Regions from separate parts of the Zea mays genome. Here region 1 is linked to region 2. The links are chromatin contacts, called in public Hi-C maps. All regions are on one chromosome and are shown on one strand. The core of a region is the stretch at or near the end of the contact, and the rest is flanking DNA. Distances in the headings are between cores, read along the strand shown. Region 1 holds the start of LOC100502435 (putative AP2/EREBP transcription factor superfamily protein). Region 2 holds the start of LOC100381726.

The links. A called contact is a pair of places that touch in the nucleus more often than the background predicts.
Region 1: a Hi-C map of tassel shows a contact between it and region 2, with 2.4 times the contacts expected there. The contact joins the promoter of LOC100502435 here to the promoter of LOC100381726 in region 2. A contact is called at or near these places in 9 of 25 Hi-C or Micro-C datasets (bundle sheath, ear, endosperm and 3 more) and 1 of 3 datasets of contacts at active chromatin or transcription factors (leaf).

The regions. Positions count from the first base shown.
Region 1 is chr4:185,990,428-185,996,849 of Zm-B73-REFERENCE-NAM-5.0, reverse strand. LOC100502435 (putative AP2/EREBP transcription factor superfamily protein) reads left to right here and starts at 3,122. Exons shown (of 1, transcript NM_001196913.1): 1 at 3,122-4,872. The coding sequence starts at 3,628. The coding sequence ends at 4,578.
Region 2 is chr4:185,832,092-185,838,743 of Zm-B73-REFERENCE-NAM-5.0, reverse strand. LOC100381726 reads right to left here and starts at 1,387. Exons shown (of 1, transcript NM_001174533.1): 1 at 1-1,387. The coding sequence starts at 1,091. The coding sequence ends at 774.

The sequences.
Region 1 (6,422 bases), core at 1,873-4,372, 160 kb before region 2:
TCAGCGGACGGAGCCATTCGAACGTCTCGAGTAGATAGATGGTAATAGAACACAATGCAAATGTCTTTTTTTTTTTAACAGAAGAAGCCGCTTTATATTGATTGCGTCGGCGGCGATCACGGGCAGCACTGCACAGCCAGCGTCCACTTTACCCGTATCGATCGAGTGCGCGACTGGGATGGGCCTTTTTGACTTGCAATGCCAAAAAGCCACATCACTACGTATTGGCTTCCGTGAACTTGAAGCACGAGCAACCAAAAAGCATACTGGAGTACGTCCCTTCTGCTTCTTCATGCGATCGAGGGCCGGCGCTCCTCCATCCAGACACTCCAGGGTCCATGCCTCCACCAGTTGCGGTTGCGGTGCGTGGATGGGAAAGGAGTAGTACAAATCATCTATTCCTATCCATTTCTGGTCTCATCCGCTCCCCACCTGCCGCCCCGGCCCACCCACTTGCACACCTCGCCCCAAATCACCACCGCCTGATCACTGATGCGACGCCCAACTGTTTGATTGCATTCAAGCTGCCGGTGTTTCGCTGGCCTCTCAAGTCACAAGGCGATTGATGTCACCGTTATAGCGCACAGTAAAGTTGGATGCGCCAAGAGCTAGCTGAAGCTTTGCCAACAACGGCTGCAGTTGTTGGGAGCTCCGGTGGCCACCCGTTTCTAATAAATTGCAGAGCTCGATTAGCTCATCCAGAATTAACAAGCATATCGGCGTCGCAGCACGCAAGGGTATGGGTCTGATGAGACGATGACGCAGTTTTCTAGTGCGTGGTGCCTATTCTATCTATATCTATCCATCAAAGGCGTGGCCGACGAAAGCGGTTCGGTTCGCTTGCCGGAAACGCAGCGTCCCCCGCCGGCGCACTCTCGCCAAGGCGTGGCTTCCCGGCCGCAACCACGCGTGCGCCGCGCGGACGATTTTCCCGTCCCCTCCTCCCCTTCCCTTCCGTCCCAAAGGTGGCGCGTCGCGCTTCACCTTTCACAACGGCGGAGCCCACTCGTGGATCCCCTTCCCTTGCCTGGACCAGAACCGCCGGCCGTACCGCGCTCGTGCTGCCCTTCTACAATCTATCTACGAGCCTTGTGTTCAAGAGTTCCTTCCGGTAGCGAGTTTCTGTCGTCGTCGGTATAGGTTGCAGAGCGCATCGGGCAGCAGGAGCAGTTCTCCGACACAAATTAAAATAATAAAAAAACGAGTCGAAAATGTCCGGATGTGCATCGGGCAAGGACGTTGCCATCGCGCCTCACCGGCGGCGCATCAATGTGACCAACACGCATTTGCGTTCCTGATGACCTGGTTATTGACCCGGTTGTTCAAGTGAAGCATTGTCCTCCGCAGCTCCGCTTGAAGCATCCTAGCACGATGTGCTGCATCTGAGGTCAAGTTTTTTTTTTTCTAGTGAAAAAAAGACGACTACCACGCTTGCACAGTTTGCACAGGAGCTGTCCACTGGTGGCGATGTCGGCTCTGCAGTCTGCACAGTTTGCACAGGAGCTGGAGCTCTCTGCTGTTCAGTGTGGTGCTATTTGGAGGAGCCGTTTTGCCAAACCATTTGTAAAATGTACGGGCTCCTGCAAAGAAGCTAATTCTTTAGAAAAGCCCGAACCGGAGCCATTTTTAGAGGAACTGGAGTCCTCCCAAACGGGCCCTTAATTAATACGTAGAACGGCTCCAACATCACCATCGGCATGGCATGGCATGGTGGAGCATCCAGAACCACACGTCGTTAGTGATGACCTGGTCCTCGGTCCACTTGCAAATCAATTGGATGGAGGGGAGCTACCACGCTTTGAATTTTTTCCCTCCACCCGGCCTTATTTTCTTGCTCTGTTGCTGTCCAACAATTGAATGGTTTTTTTGTTCCTCATGTGTGTGTGTGTGTTTTTTTCTCACAAAAAATAGTTTTGACGAAACAACCTTATCACGTGGCTACGTAGACTTCTGGAACAATGATTGACCAATATAAATAAAAAAAAACTCACCAATCGTACAGTTGCCGGTAGCAGGACCTACAATGGGCGATATATAATTGAAGAGGTACGATTCAAATTTGTCCTTTATTAAGGTCCAAATCAATGGTACCCACGACCTCTATCGGCTCTCCTGGATCCAGAACGTTCAAAACTCACCTTTGTTTCTGCTACACGAATTCAGAAGCGTCACCAGCTCCATCACACTTGTGCCCAACATAAATGGGAGAGCAAAACAAGATAGTTAAATAGTTCGCCAAGCCAAATTTTAACTACTTAACAGTAAAATAACTCTCACTAGTCACCTGGCTAGCAAAACGAGATAGATAATCTGTTGGAGAGAGATGCTACATATATAATGTAATCTTTATAAAAGGATAAATAAAGAGTAAAATAGAGTGCTAAAAATAAAGAGTCTCTTGAAGATGCCTTTTGAACTAGGTTCTGCCTTATAACTATTAAAATGGCTCTTTCAATCCTCAAACTATGCACTTTAGGCTTAGATTTATCCGCAAACCATCAAGCTGGATGTCAATTTAGTATTTTCACTTTGGTAGTTCATGCATAAACCTAAAACCGAAGTTTAAGGACTGAAACAGCAATTATCAAGGGACGAAATTGAGTCTCACACGATAAACGAGGGACCAAAATGACTATTTTGCAAATTTGAAATCTTATCAAACTCACATGTCACGTTTCCATGATTAAAAAAAAGAATGGATGTAGTGGAACGAAGTTCTTCCGCATCTAGCTCTTGGTGCAATCCAAAAGGCAAATTCCAGAGGACAAAGGGCGCCACCATTGGCAAGTCAATCCAGCCCACTACGCTCCCGATCACACGAGACAAGGCGCACACGTGGCGGATAAGGACTGGCTGCGACTTGGCATTCGCGCGGGAAGGATGACGCCATGGACACGAGACGAGAGCAACAGGCCTGCTTCCAAATTGCATTTAATATATTTTTTCGAGCATCATTGTTTAGTTGATTAATCGAATCATTTTGTGCTAATCCACCCAGCAGAAGAAATCGCAAACAACGGCGAGGAAGAGATGCCCGCTTGGCTTCGCGTGCACGGCCTCAAGCCTGGCAGTGGCACTATATAAAGGCCTGGCCGAGAGACCTTTCTTCCCCAGAGAGGCGCCTCAACTCAACCCCACCCCCCCACAAGAACAACAAGCCACATCCCATCCCAACTCCACGGTGAGGTTTGAGCGATCCGAGCAAAAAAAATCAACCGAGGCGCAGCAACGCAGGTTCGTTCTCTGAACTCTCTGGTTCTTTTAGCAGCAGGGACGCGCAGCACAAGAAAGGTCCGGTTCAAGAGGCTCTTCTTTTGGGTTTATTAGAATCCTCAAAGGAAGCGTGTTCTTGGGTTAGGATTTTTTTTTCTCACCTCATCACACCTCTCCTAGGAGGAGCAGAGATCCAGAGAACCTTTTTTCTCTTCTGGATTCTCACCGCTTCTTTTTTTTTTCTCTGCACAAACACACCCTCGTTTCTCTACTTTTATTGAGGAACAGGGCTGATTTCCAAACTTTTTCCTACCCCTGTTTTCATAAACAAGCTCCTTTTATTTCTTCCCGTTTTAAGTTCTGCCCAGCCTCTTCTTCTAGCTCCATCCAAGCTTTCTCCATCTAGTAGTTCCAATGGCCGCAGCCATAGACATGTACAAGTACTGCAATACCAGCGCACACCTTATCGCCTCCTCGTCCCCCTCGGATCAGGAGCTCGCGAAAGCACTCGAGCCTTTTATAACGAGTGCTTCCTCCCCCTACCATCGCTACTCGTTGGCCCCAGATTCTTACATGCCTACACCCTCCTCCTACACCACCTCGCCTCTTCCCACCCCCACCTCCTCGCCTTTCTCGCAGCTTCCGCCACTCTACTCGTCGCCTTACGCGGCTTCGACGGCGTCGGGCGTGGCTGGGCCGATGGGCCTGAACCAGCTCGGCCCGGCCCAGATCCAGCAGATCCAGGCCCAGCTCATGTTCCAGCACCAGCAGCAGAGGGGCCTGCACGCGGCGTTCCTGGGCCCGCGGGCGCAGCCGATGAAGCAGTCCGGGTCGCCGCCGGCGCAGTCGAAGCTGTACCGCGGCGTGCGCCAGCGCCACTGGGGCAAGTGGGTGGCGGAGATCCGCCTCCCCAAGAACCGCACGCGGCTGTGGCTCGGCACCTTCGACACCGCCGAGGGCGCGGCGCTGGCCTACGACGAGGCGGCCTTCCGCCTCCGCGGCGACACGGCGCGCCTCAACTTCCCGTCCCTCCGCCGCGGCGGCGGCGCGCGCCTCGCCGGCCCGCTCCACGCCTCCGTGGACGCCAAGCTCACCGCCATCTGCCAGTCCCTGGCGGGGTCCAAGAACAGCTCGTCCAGCGACGAGTCGGCCGCGTCCCTGCCGGACTCCCCCAAGTGCTCAGCGTCGACGGAGGGGGATGAGGACTCGGCCTCCGCCGGCTCCCCTCCTTCCCCGACGCAGGCGCCGCCCGTGCCGGAGATGGCGAAGCTGGACTTCACCGAGGCGCCGTGGGACGAAACGGAGGCCTTCCACCTGCGCAAGTACCCGTCCTGGGAGATCGACTGGGATTCCATCCTCTCATGAACGATCAACTACAACTAGTATTTTAGTAGTAGCAGCAGCAGCAGCAGCAAGGTTCAGTCAGTGATAGCTCTGTGTAATTTTCGATTTGGGGTTTGCAGCTGCGGTGGATCGATGGCATTTTAGACATCGGCCATGGCGGCTGTGTTGTGATGCAGAAGTAAACGTACGTGCTAATCTCCTGGTTGAGCTGCCGGTTGTTTTTTCTCACGGCACGGCCAGTCGAGAAAGTCAGTGTAATCCCCTGTTATGATCTCCTCTGTTGCAACTTAATTAATTCTTCTGGCGTATGTATGTAACCATGTGTGTTCATCTTGAACGTATCGTGATGCTGTGCGTCTTTCTTGGTCTCACGTCGCATCTATGGTGTGCGCACTTGTGACTTGTGATCTAATAGCTGTTGAGCTGTGCCTTTTGGCTCCTGATTTTGTTTTCTGCTCTAGCTGTAAAGCAAAATCATGCTGCCAGCCGCCTGTTGGAAACAAGCCAAAGAATTTGATGTTGCTTGAAATTATTTGTACTGCAAACCCACATGGAAAGGTTTTCAGCGTGGGGAGTGTAAACTGTCAAAGCACGGACGGAGGCAAAGTATGGCTGAGAGAAAGAGAAGGGTGCGGATAGCGCTGGACGAAATGCTCGCTGGCTCGCTCAGTTTATGGTCGGATTGGTTCGTTTGAATTTTTTTCACGAACTGAGTTGATATTCTAGCTCGGTTCGTTAACGAGCCAGCTCGCGAGCTAAACGAGCTACCATATTCCAGCAAAATGGAACTATATGCATATCATTTACATAATAATTGATGAACATGTTATATATGTGAGGTGTCTATGGCCTATGAATTAAACTAATGAATAATGAACTATGTCTATGTGTTAATTTGGTCTATGCAAATATAATTATGGGTTAAACTGATGAACATGTATGTGAATTGTGAATTAATTAGTGATGAATTGTGCTAATTTGGTGTTACATTGACGCGGTTTGTAAAACTATGAGTATAATTACTATTCTATTGTTAAATTAGTTTGAAATTAACTAAAAATAATTATTATGTATATATTATTTTTTTCTGCTCTGGCTCGCGAGCTAAACGAGCCAGCTCGAGTTCATAAACGAGCCGAGCCGAGCTGACTCTGTGGCTCGTTATCTTAACGAGCCGAGCCGAGCTGGCTCGTCAGCTTAACGAGCCAGCTCGAACTCGGACGAGCCGAGCTGACTCGTTATCCACCCCTAGGTGCGGACTGCGGACGCTAGAAAGAGCTCTAAACAGAGTCCTTTTCAATTGTTAGGACTAGTTTGAAAACTTAAATGACATTGAGATTCTGTCTTAGCAATTATAGGAGGAAATGTCATTTGAACAAGATATTTTTTTACTAATTAAAGCAACATTTTTCCTGTTCCATGATTTCTACCGTCGTTGTGCTCCCCACGTTTAAATACTAAAAATGCTAAAATTATATATAAATGTAGATTCAAATCATGATTGTTGGTTCTAATCCCATATTCATACTTATCTAACAAACAAAATACACATGTCTTTATGTTTTATATTCTATACTCAAACATAAATGAAAATCGTACCAAGATACAATCACCGTGTACGTTCGGTTTTTATTATGAGAGGTTTTTCTTCCTTGTGTTTGTCTCTCCTTTCAAACTAGCCTTTAGGTCATATTTAGGAGTTGTTTGGAATGCTCTGCTCCACAAATTTCAGCTCTACTCTATAAATTAGTTATAAAACACTCTCAACTCGAACCTGCTTCGCTCCTGAAAAAACATGGAGTGTACCCTAACTCTACCAATATAGTGGAGCAACAAGACAGGTGCTCCATGAATTCATGTTTAAT
Region 2 (6,652 bases), core at 138-2,637:
CATACATACATATATATATATATATATATATATCCATTGCGGGTACGCGGGTTTGCGGGCACGGGTATAACATTTTCATACCCGCGAGAAAAAAACTCGTCGGATTGAGAATCAAACCCGCACCCGTACCCGCGGGTACAAACTCACACCCAAACCCGCACCCTATAGGGTTTTTACCCGCGGGCACGCGGGTAAAATGTGCCCGTTGCCATCCCACAGCGGAGATCACAGATCATTGGTGGCAAAACGCTGGTGGCCAATGGCAGGCCCGTCTTTTGTATAAAATGACTCGACGGAAAGATGCACGGGAACCTCTTGCTCTTGGGCCACACCACGTGAAGACCGAAAAAGGCGCTGTCCGTCCATCACGGTGTGCGATGCCTGGCCTGCCGGGATTCTACAAAATATAGTATAATAATAATAAGTAGCACCAGACGTAGAACAAAGTTATTCTCCTTTTTTTACATTTATAATAAATAAATATATATATATATATATATATAGCAGCAGCGGCAGGATCTACAAAAAGAAGTCCAGCTGATAATTATTGGCTACTCCGGCTGTGTACTCGCTAGCTCGACGGGTAAACCGTGTGCTGCGCGCTCTTCACTGCACCATGCATCTGATCAACTATAGCTACACTCCACGCAACGCAAGCTAGCCGACTCGACAGCATACGGGTCGGACGCATATATGCCCATGCAATGCATGCACGGCCTGGTTGGCTGGGGAAGCCTTGGCCATTTTCTACTTCGGGTTCTCGGGCAAGGTAGCTAGGCTACTAGGCAGTAGCGCCGCGCCACGCCGTGGGGCCCGGCGATGGGCGTACTTGCGGCCGGTGGGGATTGGCCGCGCGCCAACCGAGGTGGGAGCCCGGAGCTAGCCGCCCCCCGCCCGTCAGGCGTGCACGCCGACAGCGGCGCGGGCGCACCGGCTGAGCAGTGAGCACTGAGCAGGCATTCAGCAGGCGAGAGTACTCTGACGCGTCTTGTCCCGGTCCGAGTCCGGTCCCGTCCCGTCCCATCAGCGCGCGTCCGGCGTCCCTTCACAAGACTCGACGGCGAAACGCGACGTGCGCGCAAGCAGCACATGCCACGCGACGCACCAAAGGCCGGCCGGCCGGCAGGCAGGGTGGTACTGGTACAGCGTCGATCCACCACGCGACCCGGCCCGGCCCCCGGGCACCAGGCGTTGCGGTGGCGGGGGCAGCGGCGAGGCGTAAAGGAGCGCGGCTGACTCGACCGGAGAGGAAAGGGCGTACTCTACAGCAGTGGCGAGGGGCCGGGCCGACGGAACCCACGGCAAGCCGAGCGGAGCGGAGGTGCCTCTCGCTTTTGCCTGGCGTCGATTACTGGGATCCCGTGTCGTTTTTCTCGAACCAGAACGCATGGCTCGTCTTTTTATCGCGCGGTACCCGCGGCCTGATCGCGGTTTGTACTCATCCAAGTGTGCTTTAACCGTCGCATTCTCGAAGAGGACATCAATATCGTTTGGTGTCTCCAACTGCTATTAAGGCTAATCACAGTGAGAATTTCATTTCTCTATTTTCAAAAATGTCATGTCAGTTTTATGGATGAATGAAACATCCTCTCTCAATAGAGAGTTTCATCTCACTGTTTCATATGTCAACATACTTCTTAAATGCTGCATATAAATAATCAATAGGATTTACTCAATTATATGAAGATGAAACAAAACACTCTCAGTGGAGGTTTCACACAGTTTTCAAGACCTTGGAAACGAGTTAACATGGTTTCATCCCCATGAAACTCCATGAAACTCTTCCTTATTAAATGTTATGACATGTCATCAAATAGCTGATGTGGCAGGCTAATTAATACGTGAAACACCTCATAAAATCTCTATTGTGATTAACCTAATGTACTCGGCTCGGTGCCGGTTGATCTAACATATATTAGAATCAGTTGTAGGCTCAGCCAATATTACTGTACATGCTTTATAAAGTCTCTACCTCCTTCAGTTGGTACTACAAGAGCAGGGAGATCCACTTGTTACTTGTTTTTGTTTATATTTTTTTAAATTGTGTGGTTGATTATATTTATACCCAAATAAATCTCTAGAGGTCTTTTTTTTTCAGGTTCCCGCCAATAGACCTTTAGCACCGATTCTTTGTATGAACCAATACTAAATGCCCCTTATAAATTCGGTCTTCCATGTTTTCTTCTCATTCTCAATTTTCTTCTGGTGCCCTACACAGTGGACCCATCGAGCCCTCTCACCGCACCGCCACGGAATGTTTTAAGCACCCTCTAATAAGCTTAATAAATTTTATGTAACTGGCCTTATAAACAGATGGGAAACGTCACGTAGTAAACAAGGCGAAACAACTGCTACATTGGCTGGTAAATAGGCAGAGGACTATGGAGGAAATAAACTACTCATAAAACTTGAGAGTGTTTTGTCTAGAGATGGTAATAAGGACCCGATCTCCGATTCCCTGCGGGGAATTCCTCTATTAGGGGATGGGGATGACAAAGTTTCTTCCCCTATGGGGATTTAAACGGGAAAAAATTCTCTCTCGATAGGTAAACAGGGATGGGGACGAGGAAGCATTCTCTGTCTCCGTTCCCGCGGGGACCCGTTAAACTTACATATGACAATGTTTTCATGTAATAGTTAATGGTAAAAATAAATAATGATCTTGTCAAGAGATCATCCGTTGTTCAAATGTGTTTATTTTAATGTACATATAATGATTTTTACATCTAACAATATGTATAAGTGACGATGTTTTATATTAATAATAAATAGAGTAGATTTAATTATAATTTAAGCGGGGACGAGGATCCCGATGGGGATGGAGAAAAATATCCCCGCAAACATTCGTGGGATCCCTACAGAATAATCTTTTCGTTGCGGAGACAAGGAGCTACAATCCGACAGAGAATTCACCATTGTCATCCCTAATTTGGTCATATATGGAGCCGAGGACTCATGTCCTTCACAAATACTGAATGCGTATGTGCGTGCTATATATTTTTATTTGCGAGACACATTTATCCCCTCTCTATATATCGGCAGTCGTTCAGCGGTCTGTGTCAACACGATCTTCCAATACAAACTAATAAAATCAAGCTACAAGTAAAGTTTTCAAATATCAAACTAGCTGATGCCTGGAGTTCGATGAACAAACATATCGGTTTCAATTTGGTACCTAAAGTCCAATTAAGATCCTGCTCACTAGATCTAGGAATACAAAATGCATTTGTCTTGGCTGTTAAGGAAACGGAGCCAGCAGAACCATGGTCCGTTTTTATTTTTTGGCAAGAAAAGGCGCTTTTAATCTGTTGCTGGTGCAAACTAAAGAAGGGAAAAGGCGAAACAAAAAAAAAGGGAAGGCTGGAGGAGGTGGGTGCAGCAGCAGAAAACGATGGGTACTTGGGCGGGCGACGTGGAAAGCGGCCGCGTTCTTTTACACGGCGATGGTTTTGCCATCCCTTCGCTTTTTTTCCCACCTCCTTTTTTCCCACCGCGCGTTTGCGAGCTCGAGCCGATTGCGACGGGGGTCTGGAGATCTCAGGTTCTCGGTGCCGAGTCCGTGAGCAGATAAAATTTCTTTGGGTCTTTCCATCTCAGATACGCATGGCACGCAACGCAGCAGTGTCTGCGAGTTGAGCAAGGGTTCAGTTTAATGATACCTCTAAGCATCCTTTTGGACGGGCCTGACCTACCTATCCTATCCCCATCTTTCCGACCCATGAACAGGATTACCAATGTCAGTATGCTGTGTGTTGCTGCAAGTACGCACATTATTTATTATTTTAGTTACATGATTAGTACATCTTTTGGTGAGGAGTACCAGACAGATTAGTAATTAACAGCGTAAAAGCTAGAACAGATATTGCCCAATGAAAGCTGCTGAGTGGCCAACTTAGGTGTCAGAGAATTATATGTTAGTTGACCCTTCTTCCTTTTTAAGCTGTTTCCTCTGTACTAGTAGATTAGTACAATATAGTTATTAGACAACACTTGACAGCAAGAAGAATCAGAACAGACGGTTCCTAACATGTGAGTCAGAAGCAGGGTCCTTGACATGTAGGCCTCCGTTGGGCCGAGCTCTAGTTCCTCAAAAACAGTTCGGACTCTAGATTTTTTAAGGGATCGGAGCCATTTTGCTACTTGTTTGATAAAATAGATTCTCTCCGCGTTTCTTTCTAATTATGTATGGGAAAAATATAGGTGGAGCCGATAAAAACCAGGTTTTTAGTGCTCTAGCTCTCAACAAAAAAAGACTCTATTTTTTTTAGGGTTTATCGGCGAGCCGTCGTTTTTCATAATCGTTTGATACAACTTTACGATAAGCTTGAGTTAGAGCCGTCTAAAGAGCCATATCAAAGGCACCCATAATCGTGCGTTTAGGCATATACAAATTTATACCTTGGATGTCGTATATAGGAGTGTTTAGTTTATAGGGACTAATTTTTAGCCTTTACATTTTATTCTATTTTAGTTCTTAAATTGATAAATATGGAAACTAAAACTCTATTTTAGTTTTTGTATTTGAAAATTTAGAGAATAAAATAGAATAAAATGAATAAACTAAAAACCAGTCACTATAAACCAAACACCCCGTAATCAGTCTCATCCTAGGACCCTTAAAAACAAAGAATATTATAACACTACCGCAATCAGGTTCTTTGGCGAGTGCTCGGCGCTTTATCGAGTGCCACTCTCGGCGAACTAAGACTCTCGACACAGACCTAGTTTACCGAGGGTAAAACACTCGGCATAGAAAGACACTCGGCAAAGGAGTCTTTGCCGAATGTCAAGCTCTCGGCGAAACACGGCACTCGGCAAAGAACCGTCAGCAACCGTCTATAGTTGACGACCGTTAACTTTGTCGAGTGTCAGGCGTTGACACTCACCAAACACTCGGTAAACCTTTATTTTGCCGAGTGTCTTTCCTTGACACTCGATACAGTATATTTGTTTTTCTTTTTTCTCCAAACGTTTTGTGGTGTGTTGCTACAATATCGAAGTGTTTGCTGAAACTATTAGATTTAGTTCGTTTAATTGTTTTGGAGGGAAAATCCTCCGACCGGGTGGCAGAGTGCACCCGCCCTGATCTTAAGATGAGGATGGGACCTAGGGATTGCATGAATAGCTGGAAGAACACGAGAGCACAAGGGTTAGAATGGTTCGGGCCGTCGGAGCGTAATACCCTACATCTACTATGAGTTGTATTATCTGGGAATCTCCGTGTGTTTTATTGCCTAGGAGTCTCTTTGTGTTATTGTGAGGTTGTCTACTACCATGTGTGTGCCTTCCCTTTTATAGCCTAAGGGAGGCATCACATGGTGACTGAGCGCCAACAAGTGGGCCTCGTAATCTATTGCTAGATATAGAGTAAGTGGAGCGTCGGTCCGTGGAGAACGGATATCTTCTCCTCGTCGTATAGATCTCTTAGCTTGTCGTGCCCTTGACCCGTTTAGTCAGAGTAGGGTATAAGTGTAGGTTGCGAAGAATTTGTTAACAAATGCGTAGCCATTGTTATTATGGCTTCCTGAAACCCATTGGCATGTAGAAGAAGTCATCTCCCTGGGCGGAGGAGACGACTCCATCTACTATGGAGCATATCTGCCGATCGTCGGCGACGACCTCGTTCGTGCTTGGCTTCCGGATGGCAGTGGCCACCTCGAATACCACTGTGCTCTGTTGGGGTTTGACGCTTGTGACCCTGGGCATCACAAGGCCTAGAGGAGCGCCAACAGCGGTAACCCCAAGCATCATGCTTGAGGTTTCCCCCGCTTTCTGCCTGATGGTGTTGGCACGACTGTTGAGGTGCCACCTAAGAACGATGGCAAGCATCTTGAGGCGTTGCTTTTTCGCCTTTCGCCAAATGTTGGTGAATCCACCTCTACCGAGCTTGTCGATGGATGAGTGGGATGTCATCAGCAAGGGGCCAGGCTAAGCGCCCCGCCTCTACCTGGCGCGTTAAATGTCGGACTAAGACGAGGACCGACGGTGTAGGATTTGGCGCTAGTAGGATGAACTCAAGGACACACAGAGTGTTAGATTTGTTTGTGTGCGGGGTTTGGACCGTACATCCGTTGTAAGTTGTATTGTCTAGGAGTCTCCGTGTGTTTTATTGCATAGGAGTCTCTGTGTGTTCTTGTGAGGTTGTCTATTACCTTATGTGTGCCTTCCCTTTTATAGCCCAAGGGAGGCATGTACATAGTGCCCGAGCCCCAACAAGTGGGCCTAGATATGGAGTAAGTGGAGCGTCGGTCCGTGGATAATGGATATCTTCTCCTCGTCGTGTAGATCTCCTGGCTTGTCGTGCCCTTGACTCGTCTAGTCGGAGGAGTGCATAGGAGTATATTGCGGCGTAGGCTAATGCGCTATCACACGTAGGGGTGCTCAGGCGTTGTTGTCCTATCTTCTCCGCCTGTCTCCTTTCGTAAAATTTGACAGTGCTTCGTAAAAGTTGTCACACACCATGTCGCCCACCGGGAAACTAAAACTCATCCAACAACGGGCCAGCCGATTACATCCAGTCGTACCAGGCTATGGTTAGCGGCAGCCGGTCGCAACTAGTCATGGCTGCATCACTGTCAACCACGACTAGTCAACAATCAGCCGATGTTCGACACCGTTGGTTGTCCATCAGCCGTGAGGGAGGGGTTGGAGC